Regions from separate parts of the Sus scrofa genome. Here region 2 is linked to region 1. A link is a contact called in public HiChIP or PLAC-seq data. All regions are on one chromosome and are shown on one strand. The core of a region is the stretch at or near the end of the contact, and the rest is flanking DNA. Distances in the headings are between cores, read along the strand shown.

What was found. HiChIP or PLAC-seq counts read pairs in DNA pulled down with a chosen protein or histone mark.
Region 2: an H3K27ac HiChIP or PLAC-seq map of alveolar macrophages shows a contact between it and region 1. The contact joins two enhancer-like sites. A contact is called at or near these places in 3 of 47 Hi-C or Micro-C datasets (adipose tissue, blood and omental adipose tissue) and 1 of 2 datasets of contacts at active chromatin or transcription factors (alveolar macrophages).

Annotation. Positions count from the first base shown.
Region 1 is chr15:56,007,847-56,011,445 of Sscrofa11.1, forward strand. It overlaps PPP1R3B (protein phosphatase 1 regulatory subunit 3B), which reads left to right. Exons shown (of 2, transcript XM_005671823.3): 2 at 985-3,599. The coding sequence ends at 1,867. Among named protein-coding and RNA genes, the nearest start is that of PPP1R3B, 7.3 kb to the left of the region's middle. Within about 2 kb of position 2,190, at least 14 of the 83 cell types and tissues checked have an H3K27ac peak or open chromatin away from gene starts, as enhancers often do. A contact at or near this core is called in alveolar macrophages, where this site is marked.
Region 2 is chr15:56,111,071-56,114,776 of Sscrofa11.1, forward strand. ERI1 (3'-5' exoribonuclease 1) reads right to left here. Exons shown (of 7, transcript XM_021075032.1): 3 at 2,569-2,779. Among named protein-coding and RNA genes, the nearest start is that of ERI1, 11 kb to the right of the region's middle. Within about 2 kb of position 1,356, at least 1 of the 83 cell types and tissues checked has an H3K27ac peak or open chromatin away from gene starts, as enhancers often do. A contact at or near this core is called in alveolar macrophages, where this site is marked.

The sequences.
Region 1 (3,599 bases), core at 940-3,439:
AGGCATTGTTTTCTAATCTAAATTTCTTAAATTACTTAGAAGATTGTACATTCTACATATTTACAAGCCACTTTTAAGTTTCTTTCCTTTATTTTCTATTCATGCTCTTTGCTCATTTTTCTACATAGAATATTTGGTTTTGTTATTGTTTCATAAAGACTCTTTGTATGTTACGGTATTAACACTTTGCTGCCATGCTTTTTGTAAAATGTTTTTCCACTTTGGTGTTTTGGTTTTACTTTTTTTCACTTAGAGAAACATTGTTTTTATGAAGTCAGATATAACCTCATCTTTAGCATGATTCTCTTTGCATTTTATTCTTATAGAGGCTTTTTTCACTAGAGAAACAATTTACTATATGAAAGGTTTAAAAATACTAGATTGTGGCACTTTTTTAAAGCAAGATTTACTGGGATATAAAAATCTGTGTGTTGAATGAAAGCAAGTTAGATGCTGTCCTCACTCCTGAATCCCAGCGTCTAGCATCATGCCTGGCACATAGCAAACACCAATCAATATTGGTGGGATGAATTAATTTCTTTTTATTGGCTGAAGGCAATATTTACCAAAGTATATTCTTCAGAACATGCATTCTGCAAGGTGCTCTACAAAAAAAAAAAAAAAAAAAAAAAGACTTTCCTATTTGGGAAATTCCACAAACAGCATACTATTTTCATTATACACCACAGCCTATCAGTGTACTGAAGGTCCCAAGAAGTCCTGACAGAGAAGCCTGTGAACTGATTTTAAAACTAGTGATTCCATACTTCTCTGTTTATTTTAATCTTGGGCCTTTTCCCTCAACCCCCAACTTTACTCTTTTAATCTCCCTTGAAACCAGTCGTGCTGGACTACACTTGAGTGAATACTGAGATGTAGCCATGTGGGCAGAGGTGAAGGCAATTGTAGTGCTCCAGTCCCAGCTGAAGGGATGAGTCTGAAAGTCTGTCTGATCTTGCCATTTCTGTCTTTCTCCTCTCCCAGGGTTCTAGCCTATTCTTCTAGTCCCGTGATGGCTGTGGACATTGAGTGCAGGTACAGCTGCATGGCCCCCTCCTTGCGCAGAGAGCGGTTCACCTTCCAGATCTCACCGAAGCCAAGCAAACCTCTGAGGCCTTGTATTCAGCTGAGCAGCAAGAATGAAGCCAGTGGGACAGTGGCCCCTACCGTCCAGGAGAAAAAAGTGAAGAAGCGGGTGTCCTTTGCAGACAACCAGGGGCTGGCCTTGACAATGGTCAAAGTGTTCTCCGAATTTGATGACCCGTTAGATATTCCACTGAACATCACTGAGCTCCTGGACAACATTGTGAGTCTGACGACAGCAGAGAGCGAGAGCTTCGTGCTGGATTTCGCACAGCCGTCTGCAGATTACCTGGACTTCAGGAATCGGCTTCAGACCGACCATGTCTGCCTGGAGAACTGCGTCCTGAAGGACAGAGCCATCGAAGGCACAGTGAAAGTGCAGAACCTTGCATTTGAGAAGATGGTGAAAGTCAGAATGACATTCGACACCTGGAAAAGCTTCACAGACTTTCCCTGCTGGTACGTGAAGGACACGTACGCGGGTTCAGACAGGGACACATTCTCCTTTGACATCAGCTTGCCTGAGAAAATTCAGTCTTATGAGAGGATGGAGTTTGCTGTGTGCTATGAGTGCAATGGACAGACGTACTGGGACAGCAACAAAGGCAAAAACTATAGGATCATCCGGGCAGAGCTGAAATCCACCCAGGGAACAGCCCAGCCACAAAATGGACCAGATTTTGGAATAGCCCTTGACCAGTTTGGAAGCCCTCGATGTTCCTACGGTCTGTTTCCAGAGTGGCCGAGTTATTTAGGATACGAGAAGCTTGGGCCCTACTATTAGCAACGGCAGGGCATGGAGCAGGGCTGAGTGGGTACAGACAAGCTGAGCTGCAGTCACCCTGTGATGGAGGTGGAAGCCAAGAGAAGTGGTGAACTGCCTTTAGGCACAGTTTTTGAGAAGAAAGGATCCTAGTCACTCTTTTCCTTCAATCAGCCAAGTCAGCCAGGTTTAGATCACAGAACTGGGTTCATGCTTGGAAGAGATGGGCGTGCTGGTCTGTCTGGCACCCAAGTAACAGCAATGAGGGTCTGAGTAGGATGGTGCCAGAGGGGTCTGGATGGGACCCAGGCCTACAGGCAGCACCGGCGAGGCCGGAGCATGGTGGCTTAATAACGAGGTCACCTGGAGGAGCCCCTCTTCCCTGGGGTGTGGGAAGTCAGTGCCCTGGGAGCCCTCGGTCCCCAGCACCTCCCACTGGCTCCTGGCCCCTCCTATTCGGGTCTTCCCTGCCCAGCCAGGGCCTTCCTGCCTGCTGTAGCTGCCCTGTGTCTACACAGGCATCACACTTCATCTGTGAATTTTGTGCCTATGGTTTTCTTCCACAGTTCATCTGATGTTCAGGAAAAGATAATAAAGGCAGATCAACTCATGTCGGAGACAGGCATTTCCTCTTTCTGATTCCACATAGATATCCCAGCAGAGGACAACACACCAGCTATCGAAAGTAAACTGGTGCTTTGTGGTGTCACCGGTGCCAGGCTGATGCCAGACAGGACAATCATGAGTGGGACAGATATAGCTTCTCCTTTTGGCTTTGTGGGGGAGCTTTCTAAGCACTCACTTTTACCCTGAGTCACCGGACAGCTCAATTACAAGACATTGTGACTTGCTCAGCTGGGCCGGTTTGCCTGTGTCTCTTTCTTCACAAAAGGATTGTAGAATCTCTTTTCCTGGAGAGTCATCTTTTATGCCGTGTTCAGAACATTTGGATTTTCAGATTCGATATATCCTCAACACCTTCAGAAATGTTTGGTTGTATTTTGACTGTGATTTAACAACATCTGCTTTGTAAACAACACTTTACAAGCCCCCACAGACTTTAATTTGGTTGTTCTTATTTATGGTGTGTGGGTGTGTAAAGGGGTAGGGGTCAAAAACCTCACCAAGTTCTCGGATTTTATTTTCACTTTGCCAACTCTGAAATATCAGAGATTAATTGTTCTTAACCATATTGGACTCAAGCATTAAAAGTCTGTTGGTTCATACTGTTGTGAGACTCCTGGGACTTTCCTTATCAAATAGACTCCCAAACTCTGTGATTTTTTTTCTTGGGCAAGATTGGTTGGTACTTGGGAGTGTATAAAAGATATTTTTACATGTGCATTTTTAGAAGGTTGGGGTTTTTGTTTTGTTTTTGGAGCTTAAGTTAAATGACTGCCTCATTTTTCTTGTGCCTGATCTTACTAAAGTAAGGTTTTCGTAAAGGAGGCAGGGAAAGGAGTGCCCAGCTGCCTGGATTTGGGGGCAAACCTCCTTGACTCTGAAAGCAAAGAGTCCTTTCACCTGCGTTATCCAGGTTAGTTGGGAGACACCCTGCAGCTTCTGGGGCTTTTTAACTCAGTGTCAGACAGGTCTGGAGTGTCATGGCTCCTAGAGTTTTGTGGTTGGGTTTTTTCTTTTTTGAACCTTAAAATGTTTTGACTTTTTAAATGCTCTTAAGTGGTGTTCCATGGAGTTCTTGTCCCTAAAACTGGCTGTAATGAGTCTGCAATCTAGTGCTTTATTTTGTATG
Region 2 (3,706 bases), core at 106-2,605, 100 kb after region 1:
ACTATGTTAAGCAGGTTAATTATCAACACCTACAAAAAACTGTAAAAGAGTAAACAAACAGCAAAGAACATCTGAACTTCAAAAGTTACTTACCAGACATATTGCATAAGGAAAAATTCTACTTAACCGAATCTCACAGACAAATGAAGTGCATACCCTTTTAAGTATCAGTATTTTGTTTCATAATTTTAAATGAAAATCTTTCAAAAATATGTCACAACTTCCCTCACCATTACAAGCAGGTAATAAATACTAAATATGACATTAATAATAAAATTTTACTATGTAATACTTTTAACAGAATGGTGCTACAGAGAACTATGTATTCGTTGACCAAATATTTAATAATCACCTAAATAAATTACATCATAAGTTAAAAGATTCTTATAAAACAGAGTAGAAAAGAAAACAGAGTAGAAAAGAAGGATCAGAAACACTGGGTGTGTGGGGGTATCCAAGCTACACTACTGAACAGAGAACCACTTGGGCTTTATTTAGAAGGCAAGAATTAAGGAAGGCCTGGAAGGAAGGAAGTGAGGATGGAAGGGAGGAAGGGAATTAGCAGCAAGACCTCCAGAGGAAAGGAATTTGAGCTAAAGCCTTGGGAGGTAAGGGGGTGGAACACGCATGGCACTTCTGAGAAACAACAAGCAGGTCAGCAAGCAGGTGAAATCAGAGGTAATGAGAGGCCAGATCATGAAAGTAATATGACTTTTAATCTGAGTTAAATGGGGAGCCATAAAAGAGCTATGAGCAGAGGAGTGAAATGATCTGATTTCTATTTTACTCTGGCCACTAGATTGAGAATGGGTTGTAGGGAACAAGATCGAAACAAACTGGTTAAGTGGTGAACACAACAAATCTAGACAAGAATTCAGTGGGGCTCAGGCTGAGTCAATGCAGTGCGGTTCTGGATATATTTTGAAGACAGAGCAAACAAGAGTCGCTGCTGGCCTGGATGTGTAATGTGAGAAACAAAGGAGTCAAGGATAATTCCAAAGTTAATTAAAGAGAGCAATTAAAGAGAGTCACCAGCCCTCAAACCATGGAAGGCTAAAGGCTGAAGATAAAACAGATTGAAGATAAATTCAACTTGGGACACATTAAGATGTCTGTTTAGATGTCCAAGTAGAGATGTTAAGTAACAGTCTGGATTTGGGTCAGAAAGCAAGTTGAAGATATGTATCCGGAAGACATCAGCATATAGTTTCTAAAAACTATGGAACAAGATGATAAGACAAAATCATTAAAGGAAAGGATCTACATAGAGAAGACGACCTGGGAGTAAACCTACAGCATCAAATATTAGGAAGTTGGGAAAAGAGGAATCAGCAAAGGAAACTGTGAAGGGGAACCCAGCAAGGCTGAAGAAAACCCAGTGGAATGAGATGTACTGGCAGTCACTTGAAGAAAGTGCTTCAAGGAGAGAGTGGTCAATTCCACCAGGACTTACATGAAGGTCAAAGATGACACTGAGGAGTGATCTTAATGTAGTGAATGGAATGGAATACATAACTTAAGCCTACAGTGGTGTGGGTTTAAGAGAGTATGGGAGAAAACAGAGAGAGACTTAAAACATGTAACTTTTTCAAAAAAATCTGCCATGGTGGAACAAAGGCCCTGGGTAGCTGGCAGGGAAGTGGGATCAAGTGAAGGCTTTTTATGGTGTGAAAAATAACAAGTCCATATGCGCTGGGAACAATACAGTGGAAAGCAATAAGTCATTCATGTCTAAATAAGGAAGAATGGCTAAAGGAACGTCCTTGAGTGAGAGAGAGGAAGTAAGATCTAGTGAGTTATGAAAGATGATGATCATAGCTTGATGATCATAACTCTCTTCCTTTTAATTTATTGACCTGTTTGGATAAGGAAATTATATAAATAGGATGATTAAGAATATAACTAAAAAAGACTTCAGATAACACAAAAAATTCTATGCATTTTAATGCACGAAGCCTTTTTATACTCACTCCCAGTGTGTTGCAACTGGGGATACCACAAAAGTAACTTCTGGATACGGAGATATTACAATACATCCTCATTCATATTTTATAAGGCAAATGGTATTAAACACTTCACCAGAAAGATAATCAGTTCTAAGTTGAAAGATAATTTCCGTATCTTATTTTCTTATTTTTAGAGATCAGCATTTAAATTAGTCTACCATAGTGGTTCTCAACCCTAACTGCATACCAACTGAGAAGCTTTAAAAAAAAAAAAAAAAAGATGACACCAGGGGTCCTACCACAGAACAACTAAATCAGAATCTCTGGGATGAGGGCCAGGTATCAGTAATTTTTTTTTAATCTGCAGGAGATTCTGATATTCAGCCAGATATGGATTCTAAGCAAACAGAAAAAATACTTTTATTTTAGCTACTGTAAAAGGAGAGCAACAGACTCTAAAATTATTTTATTATACCCTATCTATTAAGTACGCAGCAAGAGCAAACATCCCCTCTACAGAATTCTAATTCTAGCTAACACAGCAAATGGGACCCTTCACTGTATCACCCAACCCCAGAATAGCTGCTGCTAAAATAAAACTTAAATGTAAAAATTGACTTACTATTTCTAAGGTATGTGTATTCAGTAAAACAACAGGAAATTCTATTATTTCATGTATGAACTCAGGTGGGTTACCCTCTTCACAAGTGGCTTCGAAGTCAATAATACAGATGTAGTCATAGTAACTGTCAGCACAACTGCCCTCTTTCAACATCAGCTTCTGCTTCTTATAATAGTTTTTCAGTCTCTTCTTTAGTACATCCTTTACACCTCTAAGGAAAATGAGAATAAAATTAACTCAGGTGAATTTTATAGGCAAGAACCTGAACTCTTACTTGCTGGCACCAAACTGAACATTAACAGTCACAGCATAATTTAGCAAATGCTAGCTAAAATAAAAGTAAAGAAACCAAGACTCAAAACTAAGTTAGCAAAGAACTAATTTAAAAAGAACATTTAAAACAGCATCAGGATTTTCCTTAACACATAACTTTTCATTTTTGCGATACGGTACATAAAATATATATTTGGTCTTTTAAACCATAAGCCTTATTGACATACCACCTACACAGCCATCCTGCTTCATACACTAAGATGACAAACATGATACAAAAACTGAAATTAATACTGAATTAGTCTACTGACCAAATTTTTGACAAATTTCAGAGAATGAAAATCCAGGTAAAATTAAACATACTGTGCTATCTCTTCCCTTTCTTTTGGTTTTTGTTAAGTTAGACAACTAAAAAAATCCATATGAATATGAAAGCATTATGAGTCTAATATATAAAGTTGAATGTCTGTTAGCTATATAAGGAGGAAAACTAATTTAGGAGACACCCTAGACTAAACCATGTCCAGAAAAACACTGTCATAGTTAGTAGATTCTTTTTTTTTTTTTTTTTTTTTTTTTTTTGCTTTTTAGGGCCGCACCTGCGGCACACGGAGGTTCCCAGGATAGGGATAGAATCACAGCTACAGCTGCCAGCCTACACCAGAGCCACAGCAACGCCAGACCCAAGCCACATCTGCAACCTAACCACAGGTCACGGCAACACAGGATCCTTAACCAGCTGAGCAAGGCCAGAGGTGGAATCCGCAATCTCATGGTTCCTGGTCAGATTCGTTTCCACTGTGCCACAATTCTTAATTGTAAACAGATTCCTTAATTTACCATGGGTAGAATATGATTTAGGAGA